Linked DNA regions of Zea mays: regions 2 and 3 are each linked to region 1. Evidence: chromatin contacts called from public Hi-C data. All regions are on one chromosome and are shown on one strand. The core of a region is the stretch at or near the end of the contact, and the rest is flanking DNA. Distances in the headings are between cores, read along the strand shown. Region 1 holds the start of LOC100283688 (actin associated protein). Region 2 has its middle 40 kb from the start of LOC100381458. Region 3 holds the start of LOC100381458.

Region 1 (2,914 bases), core at 154-2,653:
CGATTTGTCAAGGAGAAGATTGAATGATCTGTGGTGGTATAAAAATGAGCTATTTTCTTAGTTTCATTGAGCCTATCTATGCTATGATACGGGAAGATGATACTGACAAGCCATGCCTCTATTTGATATGAGATGTGGGACACAATGATAGAGAAGGTGAAGAGCGTGATCTATCGTCATGAAATGAAAGAACCACATGAATAATCTATCTTCTACTCAGCTGTGCATGACATCTTGGTGAGTCGATGGACAAAAAGCAACACGCCCTTGCATTGCTTGGCACACTCACTAAGCCTAGTGGTGTGATGATTTTAGACATCATTGAAATTTAATTCTGTATCAGGCTTAGTTTCTTTGTTATGCTTTCTCCGGTAAACTGGTGATCCGAGATACTGTTGCTTTCTTAAAGGCAGAGGTTTTCCTCTTTTCAAAATAAAAAAAGAACACATGCCTGCCAGAGAGGAATCAGAGATATTGATCCAACCAAAACAAACAAGACTGACAAACTACAAACAGAAGAACAAGAAACTAAAGTGTGGGATAACCTGTCCGGTCCTCTCAAAATAGTCGTTGAGCGCCCACTGGTACTTGGACTGGTCCAGCCCGAACCATCTCGAGATGTGCTTGTCCAACCTCGAGTGTGCTAAACCAGGAAAATATTTTGCTCACAGATCAAAATTCAAAGTCACAAACATTAAAATAAAATAAATCAGAGCGTTGAACAAGGATTCTCTTCCACATCACCTTTTTGCACGTGTGCAACCGCGTCCCAGAAGAACGCTAGCAGCGATCCGTCCGACCCTGCCGACACCTTCGCGAACTGCAACGGCGGCACCTGAACGGATGGCAAGGAGCCGGAAGAGAGGTTTGGTGCCTGCAGCGACGTTGAGAGAGACTTGACGGGCTGCGGCGGTACCTGGACAAGTGGGGGTCGGGAGAGCTTCTCCGCGGGAAGAGGTGGAGACACCGTTTTGACAAGCGGCGGCGGTACCTGGACCAGCGAGGGTCGGGAGAGCTTCTCCGCATGAAGTGGCGGAGAGACCGTCTTGACAAGTGGCGGCGTGGAGACCGAAACCGAATAAATAGGCGTGGGCGGAGGGGCCATCTGCGCCGGCGGCGATTCAGGGGATTCCTCGGCGCGGGGACTCGTCGGGGGCGTAGAGAACTCGGACCTCGGGCTCTCGGGCTCCGCCGGTGGCGTGACGAACACCATTAGGTTGCCCGACTTGCGGATCACCGGCGGCGAGTGCGGGACGGAGGCCATCGCCGGAGCTGGAGCTGGAGCTGAGAGCTACGGAGGAGGAGCTAGGGTTTGGGAGAAGCGAGCGCTAGTGCGAGAGGAGTGAGACGGCGAGTGAGAGGCCATTGCCGACGGGTAGGAATGAACATTTCGAGCATCTATTCTTTTTCTCTGTCCGCTTTTTCGGAAGTTTAATTTTTGTGTGCTCGAAATAAATCAGAGGGCTGTTGTTCCTGTAGAAAAAAAATGAGGTTCTAAATTTTACGTCATAAAATTTAAATACCAAATCGAATTAGAACTGAGCTCTATTTCTATACAGTTTTAAACTAAAGTTAATAAAAGGCTTAAACTATTTGAGGAAACATTCCAATCATAATCCAGCAGCAGGTGTTTTCATCCAAAAGTGACGTGTGCAGAGCTGCATACATCTGATCTATTTGGTTGTACACTTAGGGCTAATTTGAATAGCAAGGAGATTCCTCCCCATAAATGTAAGGTCCATATTTTCTATATATACTACTTATTAAGAAGGTAGTAGTCTGCCGTTCTGTCATCTCCCGTTCCGCGTGCAGAAAAAAAAAATCAAACCATAGCTGCTCAAGGATCGAACCTTAGATCTATTGAGCAGAATGTCTAGCCTTCCACTCTCTAGCCAACGTGACTCATATTGAATTGCGTATAACTTTAACTAAGACGTCTTTTGTGTTCAACCCGCCGTCCACTCTATATGCTCACTAAGTCTAGAAAAACATTTATAGCTTGGCCTCTGATCTTTCTGAAATTTGGGACGCAATCCAGGAAATAAAGAAAATAGGGAAAATGAGTTTAGAAATTGATTTTTAGTTTAAAAATAATTGCAGAAACCCATTTAATTCATGGAAATTTCATATTAAATCCAAATGAGTGCATTCCAATTTCTATAATTCTATAATATTATTTTTTATCACATAATACCTCTGTTTTGTCATGAAAACAACAATAAAATTGATTTCCTAATTAATCCTATATCAAATACATAGAAACTTTGGAAATTCGTAACTTCCCCATTTTAATTCCAAATTGAACCGTTCTAGTTGTGTTAGTCTCGTATGAATATTTACTACGCAGTAACAACATTGATTATATCATGTTTCATACTTTTATAATTAGATATTTATTTATCCTATGTTAATTGGGTTAATCTATGTCTATTGGATTAATTTATTTAATATATTAATATAGTATTCTGACTTTATGGTTATACGATGTTTGACCATTAGTCTTGCAAACACACACATTTACCTTTTTGTTTAAACAAAAGTGTATGGTGGTACGTGTCCGATGACTAACGATGTACGAGGGAATTTCTTTCGGTATGTGTGAAACGTGCTCTCTAATAATGAGACCATGCAAATCGTGACATATATCGAAGTCTGCATGATACTGATGGTTGCAATGTAGTGGTGAAATAGATAGATTATAAATAACAAAATTTATGTATGGTCAGAATCACAAATTGATTATGAAACATTTTCTCATAACGGTATAACACATATTTTGTATATAAGTTATCGTAGTATACTGGTATTATATATTCCCGTTGCAACGCACGAGCATTCAGCTATGATTCATATAGGCATATAGAAACAGTAATCTCTACTAACTATTAAGAACTTACTGTAGACTGCCCCTGCC
Region 2 (2,914 bases), core at 248-2,747, 440 kb before region 1:
TTCTCAAGACCACAATGAGTTCACACCACTTGAGAGAACAGTACCCCACCATCTAGCCTCTTGCCAAGTGGGCACACGGAAGACCACATTCCTGCAAACCCCCCCCCCCCCCCCCGTTTTTTACGCATGCCAAAAAGAAGTGCTTCGCTGGCAGGAGAAAAGAGGCCCACAGGTTGGGTCCCAGTGCATGGTACCATTTCTGGTATTGGTCCGGCCGACGCAAAGCTTACCCATGACGAGGTATGTGGGCAGTTAAAAGGTACTCGATCATCAAGCCTACACCGGCTTTGTCCTTAAATAACTCAGACAGCGACACTACAATGAGACTCCCTTCTCGTGCAAGTCAACCATCCGGTCACATGTTATAAACTTATAACCCCAAAACTTAGCACCTAAGAGAGATACTCTTTTCCGATGTTGAACCTAGCACATCTATGATGGATTCAACACCACAAGTTCTTTTTCATAAAAATCCCCTTATCAAGAGTTAAGTATCATCTATTAAAACAAAGAATTTTAATGATCTAATCAGGGCTAAGCATCATTAAAAAACTTTTAAAATAAATCAGGTAACAAGGAATGATTTCCAACAAACCAAGGAAGGTAATGCATCAATAGTCTAGTCACACAACTCCTATCACCTAATGCATCATTCACATGTGATAAAATTTGTAAAAACAAGGAAAGGGGTTAATGCACCGGGACTTGCCTTGTGTTGCGAGGTGTTTTGGCCAAGGTTCTGTTCCACAGATGTCAAAATAAAAATCACTAGCAACAAGAGGATCTTCCGGTTGAGGGACGTCTTCTTCTTCTAAAATAAAGTCTTATTTATGTTCTACACGCAATAATGTTCATGAAAGCTTATGTCATGGCATGAAGGTGCAACTTATATAATAGAAAACAATACACACTTCTAGATTACAACTTTCCTTCACGATGCTTAACAACTATAAGAACTCTCTAGATATCTGATATTCTAAGGTTAGCTACACTAATTCTTTTAAGCTAACAAGTTGTAGCAAGTTTTAATATATTTAATCTTGCTTTTAAAATTCAATCCCATCTTTTTCTTATGATAAAGGTTACTATTTTGGGTTGTGTTTGGTTCCCTGGTCAAACAGTCTCCAAACAAGTTCAAACTTTATCCAAGCACTAAAACAAACATATTCAACATTCTCACAAATTTTCATGATTTTTGGAATTTAGAATTTATTTCTAAAATTCAAATAGGCTTTACATAGGCACTCTTTAATCCTAGATATAGTATTTTTGCAGTAAAAATCCTAAGAGTAGCTTTACCAGAAATTGCATGATTTTAGGAGTCTAACAAAATTTGTCTCATTATTTTTTTTCATTTTCTATAGTTTTTAATGGATTTCATTAGTTGCAGTAAAAAGAAAAGGAAAAACATGTGAATAGGGTTGGGCCGATACTGGCCCGCGTCAGCCCACAGATAGCAAGATACGCGCGCGCCCGCGTTGCATACTTTGCGCAAAGGTACTCAGTAGTTCAAACAACCAAAAAATAGTCCCTTGCACCATTACCTGTGTCACTGACAATCACAAAGAGGCCCTTCCCTTCTATCTCATTCGCAAACATACGCCCCCGCGTGGACTCTAGTCGAGCACTTGGCTCAGGCCGCGTAAGCTCGTCGTCGGCGACCTCCCCGGCAGTAGCAAGCACTCGAGCATCATCCTCGAGGCTAACCAAGTACATCCCCAAGGTCAGTTGGACTAGTCCGCTCCTAAACCGTGTCTGCCCACGACGACGGGGGAGCCAGGGCTCCGGCCAGGTTAGACCCGCGTTCACAGCACAGTAGCATTCAATTGAACGGCAGGGAGAGCATCAGCGACTCACCAGAGTTACGATGCCCATGCCAGTTTGGTCGGAGCAGGCACAAATCAACCGGTCGAGGTGAAGGCTGTCCTTGGTGGCGTTCACCGATGTCGACATGATGTTCCCACTTCCCAGTACTACACTGCGGTAGAGTTCAAACGGCCGGGCCAGTGAGCATCAAGGCGTATAAGGGAACTTAGAATACCCAACAATTTAGCTGCAGCTACCTCGGATGATGTTGGCCAATGTCAAGCTCATCACGGTGGCGTTGGTGACCAATTTTGGGAATCCGAGAGTTTACGGGGTATGGTGGACGAAGGAAGGTGGCTGGCGATGGACTGGGTGTTTAACATAGGGGCGGAGCAGGGAGAACACTCAATTTAAAGGCATCGGCCACTCTTGCCACGAATTTGGATGACACCGAACCTGTCGGCGTGACCAGATAGTTCACTAGAACTTACTCTCCGTGGCGCATAGAAGTGCAATAGCTCAGAGACAATAAATTACTGCTTTCCATGACCGTAGAGACGTGGTGAAGGAGTTGCTGCTTGGTACGATGAGGATGAGTGGAAACCACCCCCGCGGCGACAGCTTCGCCATAGTACCGGCTAGGGTGTACGGCGTATGAGGTTGTCCAGTGCCTGGATTCACCCTCCCCCAAGATCTTTTCACCCCCAGGGGTAGAATCTGTCCTTAGCCGTGTGCAAATCGTAGCGCCGAGCTTGGATCACGGTGTGGATCTCCGGCAGCGATGTACACTGAATCCGATATGGTTCAGTTTACTGTTCATGCGTGAATGCCGCTTCGACTTGCTTGACAGAGCTACTTTGGGAGCATTTTACTCCAAATTTCGCACATAACTAGATCCAACCCACTATAGGAAACTTATACACCAATATATGAGCTCCAAATTTGTTATAGTAACCAGGGTTCATAACTCAATGGATCAACCACAAAACAGCTCCAAAGTTGGGTGAATGTCACTGAATTCTTAATTTCAGCATAGCTTCTATCTGACAGCAATACTTTGGATGTGTTTTACACCATGTTCCATATGGTTTTAAGACTAGGTTACTTA
Region 3 (2,914 bases), core at 211-2,710, 400 kb before region 1:
AGGGCCATTAGCTGAAATAAAAGGAAATCAGTAAGAGTGCATTCATCATGCAATCACAACTAATAGAATGAAAGTCTAAGAAACATAGTACAAAACTAGCCTTCAACACTAGTCTTTCTATGGTTTTCAATGCTACGAGCAACTTCTCCAACTTGGGTCAAATGAGATAGCGAGGGTGGTGGCACATAGATGTCACTTCGTGTTAGACTTGTGTCAGGCTGAGCAATGCTTTTCTTTGACCTTGTATTTCTAGTAGTATGTTGCTCTGCATAAACTCTCTTAGTTCGAGGCTTGATTCCACCAGGAGCCATGTGAATAGTTCTTCTGTTAGTGTCCTTTGAGCCCTTCTAGAAATGGAGGCATGAATCAATCAATAAAGTAGATGGACATATTTGAATAGCAAGTAAACAAATGCATCCCTAATAAGAAAGAGGAACCATCACCTTATTATGATCATCATGGTCAAACAAATCCCCTTCAATAGAATCGTCATGTGAAGGATCATACTCAGATTCAGAATCTTCATTATCCCTGTTATTTGGCTTTTTGTTCCTAGAGATGGAATTTATGTTCCCACACATGCTGACTAAAGCAGGAATTCCAAGTTGTTGCAACCTCGAATTGTTCCTCATACATTGTCTAAGGCGCTCCTCTTCATAGGGATGCAATGGTGGATCTAAGATGAGAGAAAACAAGAACAACATAATGATAAGGACACATATATGATGCATTAGATAAACAGGATTTCTTCAGAATCTTTTAAATGACAAAATTTAAAAAGAAAACATTAGCCTAGATAAACAGACCCCCAAGTGTTTAGTCATGTCAAGAAGTTTATGTACACAAACGAACTTAACAAGTCTATTTATCTAGCCGGCAGTTGGGCTGACTTTGTATTTTAATCGACTTTTCTATTTTTCTATCATAACGGGAAATATATTGTCGTCACTGCTTCTTAAAACTTCCAATATCTACAACAAACCGTACTTTAGTGTCAATGATGATAACTGTATAGGTAGCAATGAAGTTTTCCATAATGGTGTGTTGCGTGTTGTGAAACCCAATTAAATACTCCGATCGATGGAGTTAAGAGTGAGAGATGAGTTGAGTGATATACCTACTACCCGATGTCATTGTGATTTGTTTGCTCCACCCTTCGTCGGCATCATGCCAAGTTGTTCAGGGCGCCGGACAGTAGTGGTCCTTCGAGCCAGCTAGGGTTTCGTAAGATGGCCGTGCTTGCAGAAGATGCACTCGACTCGACATGGCTCGATGGTGGGGGAGGGATCTTGTCTGATGATGGCTGCCGGAGAGGGAGTAGGAGGGAGAGATGTGGCTGATGGGTGGCGGCAGGAGAGGGATGGGGAATTTGGCTAGTGGGTGGCGGCGGGTGAGCTAGGAAGCTTGGGCGATGGGCACTTGGGCTGATATTTTGCGTGGGCGGATTTGCCGTCGTCCTGGCGGCGGAGGCAGAGAATTGGGGACGAATCCAATCTAGGCGGTTTTGTTAAGTGTGCAGAATAGAATGTAAAATTTTATATACAAAATGATATAACATATGACTGGTAGCAAAGTCGCATGAGTAGCCTAGTTGTAAGTCTGGCGGGTTCCTTGTAGGAGGTCTCAGGTTCGAATCCCTTGGTGACGATTCTCTTTTGCTGGATTCTTTTTTTTCCTGGTTTAATACCTTTGCAATTCATACCTGACACATGGGCCCAATCTGCAATGAGCTAATAAGGTGGCTGACTAATGGCATTTTTTTGCTTGGTTGTACCATGACGGTTTTTATTTTGTCATAGTGGCATCATGTACCATGGGATAAATTGTTACGTTTCATATCTAATGATCTGTGACGATTTTGAGTGAACGTCACCATACTTTGGGCTAGGAAATTTGGGCTTGTGGGTCTATGACGAAAAATATATGATTGTCACAAATGGTAGCATATTAGTGACGTTTTTTATAAACGTCAAGAGAAATCCGTCATAGATTACATGATTTGTTGTAGTGGTATGATCTTAAAGATATATAAATATGAATAAAATAGAGGGTTTATCCTTTATAGTTCGTTTTTCATTTACTGAATATAAATACTTTCATCCTGTCACAAATTGTCACCTACAAATAACCTTTGAAGAAAGGTTGTTTGAAGGTGAAATCAAACACTCATCATTACTTTCATCCAAGGACCATTATCTCTGAGGAAGATAATGCCCCAAGGATGAAGGCCCTTAATATTTAACATTGTGTTGCATTGTTTTTAATTCACAACAATTAAAAACAAGTGACCAACAACTCCCATTATCAAGATGAATACAATCAATTCTTAACCTGACATGAGTGCTAGAAAAATCACTCGGCTTCTACCAAGATCCTCTATTAGCATAGCAGCTACTCGACCGCATACTAGTTTTTATCTCATAATGATCCTGAGTTCATTATCTAGAGTTTTAAGCAACTCCTATACTTAATTGCACAATACAAGCCTACAAACATTAAGTGCAGTAAAATAGCATATATAACAGTTATGCATAATATCGGGCTTTCCTTCAAATTTTGCGGCTGTAGGGAGATCCTCTGTGGCATGTTCAGGAGCTGGCTCCTGGACTTCTTCCCGGGCAACTCCTTGCTCCGGGATGAGGACATACTCTCCGTTAGTGAGGTTGCAATCTAATGAATGCAATGTATAATATACATGTATACTATGATATGCAAAAATGATAATTATGATGCTAGGTTGAGTATCACTAAGTCACTCAGTAAGGTTAGGGTTTTCTTCTTATTAATTAAGTCCTTCAGCAGTGTGGACCTAGTGGTCTAGATTAAAGGTTGACCAAAGGAATAAAGGGTGGTTTGAGACTTAACTAACCTCCTAAGAATTTAGTGAAGGCTTAGTTAGGTTTTTGTTTAAGTT

What was found. A called contact is a pair of places that touch in the nucleus more often than the background predicts.
Region 2: a Hi-C map of leaf shows a contact between it and region 1, with 4 times the contacts expected there. The contact joins the enhancer-like site here to the promoter of LOC100283688 in region 1. A contact is called at or near these places in 2 of 25 Hi-C or Micro-C datasets (ear and leaf).
Region 3: a contact with region 1 is called in a Hi-C map of leaf, with 6 times the contacts expected there. The contact joins the promoter of LOC100381458 here to the promoter of LOC100283688 in region 1. A contact is called at or near these places in 5 of 25 Hi-C or Micro-C datasets (bundle sheath, ear, endosperm and 2 more).

The regions. Positions count from the first base shown.
Region 1 is chr2:91,372,786-91,375,699 of Zm-B73-REFERENCE-NAM-5.0, reverse strand. LOC100283688 (actin associated protein) reads right to left here and starts at 1,403. Exons shown (of 4, transcript NM_001156589.1): 1 at 745-1,403; 2 at 546-643. The coding sequence starts at 1,264.
Region 2 is chr2:91,814,019-91,816,932 of Zm-B73-REFERENCE-NAM-5.0, reverse strand. No RefSeq gene overlaps it. Among protein-coding and RNA genes, the nearest start is that of LOC100381458, 40 kb to the right of the region's middle. Within about 2 kb of position 1,497, at least 14 of the 20 cell types and tissues checked have an H3K27ac peak or open chromatin away from gene starts, as enhancers often do. A contact at or near this core is called in ear and leaf, where this site is marked.
Region 3 is chr2:91,774,197-91,777,110 of Zm-B73-REFERENCE-NAM-5.0, reverse strand. It overlaps LOC100381458, which reads right to left and starts at 1,460. Exons shown (of 10, transcript NM_001174294.1): 1 at 1,118-1,460; 2 at 444-676; 3 at 101-347; 4 at 1-11. The coding sequence starts at 632.